Linked DNA regions of Mus musculus: regions 1 and 2 are each linked to region 3. Evidence: chromatin contacts called from public promoter capture Hi-C data. All regions are on one chromosome and are shown on one strand. The core of a region is the stretch at or near the end of the contact, and the rest is flanking DNA. Distances in the headings are between cores, read along the strand shown. Region 1 overlaps Rad17 (RAD17 checkpoint clamp loader component). Region 2 holds the start of Cdk7 (cyclin-dependent kinase 7). Region 3 holds the start of Gtf2h2 (general transcription factor II H, polypeptide 2).

Region 1 (2,700 bases), core at 23-2,522, 140 kb after region 3:
GGGGAAGAGTAGCCGCTGATTATTGTCTCCACTGACACTGTCAGAGACTATAAATACAAGAGGACACCGGCCAATCTGCACATGCTTTCTAAAATAACAAAATAATGTTGAAATTGAAGCAATTTAGCATGTTCATGCTAAGCAAATGTTCGACCACAGTTACAACCCCCTACCCCTAATACGGAGTTTTAGAACACTGGACTTCACTGACACCTACCTTAGAATCTCATGTAAAGCGTTAGGGTCTCGATAAAACTGGTTAGGTAACTCCTGTGGAATATATGGGACAATATTAGCTCAGTGATGCTTCACTGAATATTTAAACTTATATTTGTCAAGGAAAAACAGTACTTATCCAATGCATCTTGATCAGAATTTTCAAAGAAATTAAAGGAAATTTATGGTCATTGAGAAAGTTAACTTCCCACAGACTTCATTTGCTTTTCTATATAGATGGTGTTGCAGCTGAGAATTATGCTAGCATACAGCATATCTACTTTATCTATGCTATTCTGTTTATGTTTACTCAAAGAGTCTTCAGGTCTCTGCTATCAAAAGACTACCACTATTCCTGCATCTCACAGTTGTTCACACAACAGCTCTAGCAAGATTTTAGAAGTCGTCCTTACTTCCACCAGAATGATCTTCTTATCAGTTGTCAGATCGTCTCCAAGCATCTGCAGTTTGCTGTACTTGGTGGCTCTTAATAGAAAGTCATTGAAGACTGCTATCTGAGATTGGTATGGAACTACAGAGAAGTTTGATTCTGAAAGGAAATATATTTATCACTTTATTTTCAAATCATATACATTAATATTAAATGTACAACAAATTCACATATATGATATAACTTTCAATACTGGACTATCTTAAAATTATTTGAAGTGGTCTTAATGTAAAATAAAATATCATTTCAAAGAGTAGTATCATAATGGACAATAGTAATTTTCTTCTACACCAATGAAAGTAACATGAAGTTAATTGAGTTGGGAGGCAGAGGCAGATGACTTTGAGGCCAGTCTGGTCTACAGAGCAAATTCCAGGAAAAAAAAAAAAAAATGTAGCTATTGGGGTGGAGCGATGGCTCAGCAGTTAAACACACTTGCTGCTGTTCTTTGAGGGGACCTAAAAATAAAGATAAGAATAAAACCCATTCTTAAAAAAATAAAATAAAAAAGCTATTAATTGCTTTGGTCATAGACCATAGACACATCACACAGGAACCAAGATAAGTTTCCTTCCTGCTGGCTAGCTTGCATAACAACGGCAGAAGTTACTATGCAGGGTGTGGTGGGAGAACTGTCATCAAGTCTTACTCAGTTATGGACCCTATGTGCTACACCACTTAGGCAAAAAGTATTCACTAGGATAATAGCGGTGAGTCTGTTTTAGGGGCACTAACTGCTTCATAGTTGGATTTGTGGTCTGCTGTACAGAAAAGAATACAACTAATTCAAAGTATTACTCATTTATTACAATAATACAAAGGAATATAAACCGAGCCAAAAGCCCATTGCTAGGGGAAGTCACAGACCATAATGGAGAAGCTACAGCTATTGTTTTGCTAAAGGGCTATGATATCTCCATCAAATTATAGTCTAAATAATTATGTTTATACCCACAAATTAGTACAGCTACCAACTTGTTAGAGAAGCCCTCGGTATGCAGTGGAACTAGAGTCGCATAGCTGGTTAAAGTGATTTAAAGGGATTCTTGAATGTGCAGCTATAAACAGAACATTCTTCTCACCCCCTTCAAGGCTCAGGGAAGGTCACAGAAGATGGGAGGAAGGAATGGAGATGGAATGCCATCTTCAGATTAGGATATCGCTACTGAATTTTTGTTTTGCTTTACGAGAAATGATGTAGCCCTGGTTGTCCTGGAATTTACGATGTAGATCAAGCTGGCCTCGACCCAGAAAAGATCCTCCTGCCTCTGCTTCCTGAGTCCTGTGATTAAATCTGTGCCCAACTAGCTTCATTACTGGAATTAATTTTTTTTAAAAGAAAGATTTATTATTATACATAAGTACACTGTAGCTGTCTTTAGATGTGCCAGAAGAGGGCATCAGGTCTCACTACAGATGGTTGTGAGCCACCATGTGGTTGCTGGGATTTGAACTCAGGACCCTCGGAAGAGCAGACGGTACTCTTACCCGCTGAGCCATCTCACCAGCCCCGGAATTAAATTTTTTTTAAAGATTTATTTATTTATTATATGTAAGTACGCTGTAGCTGTCCTCAGATACTCCAGAAAAGGGCATCAGATTTCATTATGGATGGTTGTGAGCCACCATGTGGTTGCTGGGATTTGAACTCGGGACCTTCGGAAGAGCAGTTGGTGCTCTTAACCTCTGAGCCATCTCGCCAGCCTCAAATTTTTGTTTGAGTTTTTTGATTTGTTTTTAGAGATAAGAGTCTCACTACATAGCCCTACTTGGCCTGTAACTGACTATATAAACCAAGGTGGCCTTGACCTCACTGAGGTCTCCTGCCTCTGTCTCAGCGATTAAAGATTATGTATCAGCAACACTGGCTGAGCCCAGAGAATCGGAGGAATAGTTAACATTAAAATAAAAGTTGTCCTTCTACATAGCTCCTATTGTAAGATGCTTAGGAGCTTTGGCCACTCCCAGTTTAGACACCACATCATCAGTAAAGAATGAAAGCTAAGATGACAGTGTTAAAATATATAAGCCTA
Region 2 (2,722 bases), core at 162-2,661, 240 kb after region 3:
CAGGCCCTGAGTTCTATTCGGAGTCGCAGAGTCACCATGAGCTGGCTATAGATGTCAGCAGAGGAACGAAGCTCAACCAACTGCTCTGTTCTAATGCCTCCACATTCCTAGCTGTGCGACCCTCAAGTCATCTAACTAGCCTCAGGTACCTCAAAGGGGAGGCAAAGACACTTTACCTATTTCACGGACTATTTGGAGGTTAAGTGGGGGAAGAAAAAAAAAATAGTCAAAAGTGTTTGGCACACAGGAAATTATATCAGGGTGTTGTTAATGAATTTAAGTTTTAAGAATACTTAAATCTTTCTAGAAATTACACTATTATCAGTATTGCTGATGCCAATGAAAACCTTCGTGTATAGATAACACACCTTTAACAACCTTTGACATGGAAAGACCATGCCATCCAAAAGGACTGAAGAGACGCTGTCCTTGCCTCCATAGCCAACAACCAACTTTTAGGGGATGAAACGTTTTAACTTGAACAAAAACTGTTTCAGCCCGAGTTCCATCTTGAAACACAGGATACTAATAAATACTACTGTCTATAGAGTTCTTGTAACTCCTTCAATCAGTGTGACTGTGAGCAGTAAGATGAAGCCGAAGGTAGCCCATGTCTGTAATGCCCGGCACTCGGGAGGCAGAGGCAGAAGGATTTCCACGAGTTGGGAGACCAATCTGGACTCCATAGCAAGACTATCTCACAGACAGCCATCCATCAACTGTTAATGCACGGGCATTTACTCTCTAAGAGTTGCCTGGCGTGGTGGAGTACGCCTGCAAACCTGCAAACCCCCCAAACCCCCAAACACAAAGCAGAAGGGTTAAGGCTCGCAGCAAGTTCTAAATAGCGAGGTCCGTGCCAGCAAGGGCTACGTGGCAAGCAAGACGCAAAGACTGGAGAGGAAACAACATAAAAAGGCAACTCACTTTCTTAATGGCGACGATTTGGTTGGTGTTCTTGTCCCTGGCCTTATAGACCGTCGCAAACTAGAAAGGGGAACAGTAACAAAGTCGTAAGAGGTCTTTCTTTACCTGCTGGTTGGTTTTTGGCCCTTCCCCACCTCCCCCTTTTAAGAACAAAGAAGCCCTGATTCTGGAGGGGACTGGCCACGGCCTGCTACGTGGTCTGGAGGCCTCTTCTTCAGCAGGGAAGAAGCAATTCAGGGATGGTGACAAGGGGACCGAGCAGCCGGCGGTGGCCAGGCTGTGCCTGCCTGCGCGAGAACTCAGCCCCAGGCCTCACCTGTCCCTCTCCGAGGAAGTCCAGTTTCTCATAGCGCTTCGCTCGAGACTTCACGTCCACAGCCATGCGAGTGAGAAACCAGACCCGGGCACCCAAGCTAAGCCCTCCACCCCGCAGGAATTTAAAGCGTCCGAAAGCTGCCCAACAGCTACTTCCGGTCGCTGGACGCACACGACCTACGGGTCCCGCCCATACTTCCGCTGTGGGCGGGGCCAGTCCTACGGAAGCTGAGTTGGGCCGCGAACCCTGCCCTTCCCCGCTGCCACGTGCACACAGTACCCGGAAGCTGTGCTGTCCTAGACTGCAGTCAGTGTCCATTTGTTACTGGATTTTGTCTTTAACGTGGATTTTTTTTTTGCTTCCAAAGATGATAGGCCAGGGTTCTGACGTGGTATTTCTAAGTTCGGAATGTAGCAGAAGTGTAAGGGCTTGCCCTTGCAGCTGTCTTGCTTTGCGTTACTGTGTCGCCTGAGTCTCTATGGACACCAAACCCCTCCATTTGTTTTGTTTTGTTTTTCTTTTTGTGCATGTTTTTTTCCTCCCCCCCCCCCCCACTAATTTATTGACTTATTCTCTTTACATCCTGATCTCTGCCCCACTTCCTCCAATCGGGTACCCCTCCCCGTCCCACCCTCAAGTTCTTAAAGGCTGATTTATGAAGAAACAGGCCCAGGAAATCAAAACCAAGTCCTACTGAATGCTATAGAATGAGCCTTTGGTCTTATAAAAATTTGAAACTAATGATTTAAGAAAAACATACAGGGGCTGGTGAGATGGCTCAGCAGATAAAAGCACTGACTGCTCTTTGGAAGGTCCTGAGTTCAAATCCCAGCAACCACATGGTGGCTCACAAACACCTGGAATGAGATTTGACGCCCTCTTCTGGTGCATCTGAAGACAGTTACAGTGTAACTAGTTATAATAAAAAATAAATCTTAAAAAAGAAAAAGAAAAACATACAGAGCCTTTACACATAGTAACAGTGTTTGCTATGTAATTAATGATTTCACTTTAAGCCTAGCTGTCAATTACTGGCTCCAGCAATGGTTTCCTTTTGAGTCATATCTTTGTTTCCAGTTTGCAGGGTAGAGGGTGGTTTTGTTGAGGCCTCAATTCCCTGGTGGATTTAAGAATTGATCTTCGGGCTGGTGAGATGGCTCAGTGGGTAAGAGCGCCCGACTGCTCTTCCGAAGGTCCAGAGTTCAAATCCCAGCAACCACATGGTGGCTCACAACCATCCGTAATGAGATCTGACTCCCTCTTCTGGAGTGTCTGAAGACAGCTACAGTGTACTTACATATAATCAATAAATAAATCTTTTAAAAAAAAAAAAGGAAAAAAAAAAAAAGAATTGATCTTCGGCTGGGCAGTGGACTGGGAGGCATAGGCAGGCTGATTTCTGAGTTCCAGGCCAGCCTGGTCTACAGAGTGAGTTCCAGGACAGCCAGGGTTACACAGAGAAACCCTGTCTTGAAAAAC
Region 3 (2,700 bases), core at 165-2,664:
ATAGCTGCCTCCTGAGAGGCTCTGCCAGTGCCTGCCAAATACAGAAGTGGATGCTCACAGCCATCCATTGGACAGAGCACAGGGTCCTCAATGAAGGAGCTAGAGAAAGTACCCAAGGAGCTGAAGGGGTGTGCAAGCCCCCTAGGAGGAACAACAATATGAACTAACCAGTACCCCCAGAGCTCCCAGGGACTAAACCACCAACCAAAGAGTACACATGGTGGGACTCATGGCTCTAGCTGCATAGGATGGCCTAGTTTGTCATCAATGGGAGGAGAGGCCCTTGGTCGTGTGAAGACTCTAAGCCCCAGTATAGGGGAATGTCAGGGCCAGGAAGCAGGAGTGGGTGGGTTGGTGAACAGGGGAAGGGGTAGGAAATAGGGGGTTTTCGGAGGGGAAACCAGGAAAGGGGATAACATTGGAACTGTAAATAAAAAAAAAATAATAATTTTAAAAAATAACAAAACTATGAGCCTGGCTGTGGTGGAGCACACCTTTAGTCCCAGCACTCGGAAGGCAGAAGCAGGCAGATCTCTAAAGTTCAAGGCCACCCTAGTCTACAAAGTGAGTTCCAGGACTGCCAACACTACACAGAGAAACCATCTCCAAATTAATTAATTAATTAATTAAAAATAAATAAAATTTCTGTTCAGGATGAGCAGAGTGGAATACACCTGTGATCCCAGCACACGTGTGTGCGTGTGCACACACAGTTCGCATAATATTACTTTTAAGCTTTTTAAATGTTGCTCCACCGCATCAACATTTGCTTTATATTTTACTCTTCTATTACTCTCTTAAATTCAGAGAAAATGAGAAGCAACGAGTAAACGCCGCACACTTTTTGGCTGGGTATACGGGGCCTCTTTATGATGGAGAATCCAACCGGGGAGAAGTTAGAAGTCCCCACGCCGCAGCCAGATCACCCGTTTCTTAGACTTTCCGTCATCACACCCAGCCGCCCCGGGAGATGCTCACGGTGAGCTCCTCGCGTGCACCCGCGAGCCGCAGCGCGCATGGCCACTGCGGAGGCTCTGCCTCGCCTTACCCTGCCTGGCCCGAGGTCAAGGGTGATTTACTGTCCCCCGTGTTCAGAGAGGGACAGCTCGGGGCTGCAAACTCGCTTCGGGCCACACAGACTCACGGCAAACGGCAGCCCTGCAGCGAGAACTTTCCTCAGGCGGAAGCTGCCGCGCTCCCTGCACACGCCCCCACCCCCTCCGCCCTCCAGGTCCCCCCCGAGGCCAACCCGGGCTTTGCACCTCGGTCCTCAGCTCCAGGCTTCTTCTCCTGTCCGCCTCACTCCAGCCCTCCACAGCCTCAGGACCCCGCAGGTCTCCTCGCGTAGACCCACCAGCCTCGACGAGACGACCCTCACCGGAAGTACCGGCAGTCTGAGTGCGCCGCCAAAATTCTTCCGCAGCGCGCTGGAGCCACGGGAAAAAAAAAATGTTCCGGCGGCAGAGGGCAGCTGCTGCCAGAAGAGGGAGCTAGGGAGCAAGTGGTGCCCAAGAGCGTAACTGCCTTCCAGTTCACCAATATTTCTGCTGTGGGGTGCATTTCTATAGACCAAACAGCTAAAACTACAAGTTCTGGATACGTTATACATGCGTTTAGGGAGGTTTTTTTTTGTCCGTGGGTTTTGTTTTGTTGGGTTTTGTTTAGTATCTGGATGTTTTTGCCTGCGTGCATGTCTGTGCACCATGTTCGTGCCTAGTTGGGGCAGGGGACGGAAGATGGCATCTGATCCCCTGGAACTGAAGTTACAGATGTTTGCTATCTGCCATGTGGATGATGGAAATCAAATCCGGACCCTCTGGAATAGCAACAAGTGCTCTTAACTGCATAGCCATAGCCCCACCTGCCGCCCCACCCCCACGAGCGCCAAGCATGCTCTTTAACCCAAAAATAAGAGGATTCCCCCAATAAAATAAAAATACATCTAAGCATATTTGTGAATAGAAGTAAGACACATTCGAACTTTTCCCACTCATAACTTTGGCTCTGTAAAATAGTCTTAGAAACTAAGACTGAGCTAGGAAGACGAAGGGCACCATTCTCTGACTTTTTTTTTTAAAAAACAATTTTCCTGCTAAGTCACTCACTCTCTTCTGTAGTTCTCTTGAACACAAGGAATGGCAAGACTGATCTGTAAACATCCTTATGACGTGGAACCGAGACTACTCCCAAGCAAAGAGCAAGCCTGGCAGGACAGATCACCTCCCACATGAGGGCAACTACGTATGGTGGGGAGGCTGAAAGCTGGCGCTGGGGTAACTACCTCGCCATAAACAGTCTGCCTCGGAGTAATGACATCACTAGCAAGGTCTCCAGAAACCCTTGCGAAACAAGGCCTTTGTTGGCATAAGTGATCAGACCCATGCCTTGACCAGATCACCTGACCAGACCACAGGCTCTGTCATCTATGCACACCACAAGCCCCTCCCATTTCCCTTTTCTATAAAATGTCAAAGTTCATCTCAGCCCCTCGAAGACAGACTTGGTATATGCAAACCCCTTTATCTGTTTTTCTCATCATGGCCACCTTAATAAAACCCTTTTCTCTGTCATTCATCATTACGTGTCTCTTTGGCAAACTGAGACGCGTGGCCAGACAAGTCTGCTAGGACTGCTGGAACAGGGGGTTTTTATTAAAACTTTGTTAACAGGGTACCAAAGCAAAACAAAATGTGCACAGAA

What was found. Promoter capture Hi-C pulls out the DNA fragments that hold promoters and counts their contacts. Capture Hi-C pulls out chosen DNA fragments and counts their contacts.
Region 1: a contact with region 3 is called in a promoter capture Hi-C map of the HPC-7 cell line. The contact joins the enhancer-like site here to the promoter of Gtf2h2 in region 3. A contact is called at or near these places in 28 of 39 promoter capture datasets (the 3T3-L1 cell line, 3T3-L1-derived adipocytes, the C10 cell line and 17 more), 43 of 484 Hi-C or Micro-C datasets (the C2C12 cell line, the G1E-ER4 cell line, the HPC-5 cell line and 29 more), 17 of 115 datasets of contacts at active chromatin or transcription factors (DN3 thymocytes, the HPC-7 cell line, the NIH/3T3 cell line and 10 more) and 4 of 9 other capture datasets (adipose tissue, embryonic stem cells, liver and 1 more).
Region 2: a promoter capture Hi-C map of liver shows a contact between it and region 3. The contact joins the promoter of Cdk7 here to the promoter of Gtf2h2 in region 3. A contact is called at or near these places in 4 of 39 promoter capture datasets (cranial neural crest, embryonic stem cells, hippocampal neurons and 1 more), 6 of 484 Hi-C or Micro-C datasets (CD4 T cells, CD8 T cells, embryonic stem cells and 2 more), 1 of 115 datasets of contacts at active chromatin or transcription factors (extraembryonic endoderm stem cells) and 3 of 9 other capture datasets (adipose tissue, liver and pancreatic islet).

Annotation. Positions count from the first base shown.
Region 1 is chr13:100,633,234-100,635,933 of GRCm38.p6, forward strand. It overlaps Rad17 (RAD17 checkpoint clamp loader component), which reads right to left. Exons shown (of 17, transcript NM_001044371.2): 6 at 630-766; 7 at 218-270; 8 at 1-88. Among named protein-coding and RNA genes, the nearest start is that of Rad17, 16 kb to the right of the region's middle. Within about 2 kb of position 1,273, at least 12 of the 459 cell types and tissues checked have an H3K27ac peak or open chromatin away from gene starts, as enhancers often do. A contact at or near this core is called in the HPC-7 cell line and acute myeloid leukemia, where this site is marked.
Region 2 is chr13:100,729,531-100,732,252 of GRCm38.p6, forward strand. It overlaps Cdk7 (cyclin-dependent kinase 7), which reads right to left and starts at 1,412. Exons shown (of 12, transcript NM_009874.3): 1 at 1,244-1,412; 2 at 928-987. The coding sequence starts at 1,309.
Region 3 is chr13:100,491,195-100,493,894 of GRCm38.p6, forward strand. Gtf2h2 (general transcription factor II H, polypeptide 2) reads right to left here and starts at 1,415. Exons shown (of 16, transcript NM_022011.4): 1 at 1,263-1,415.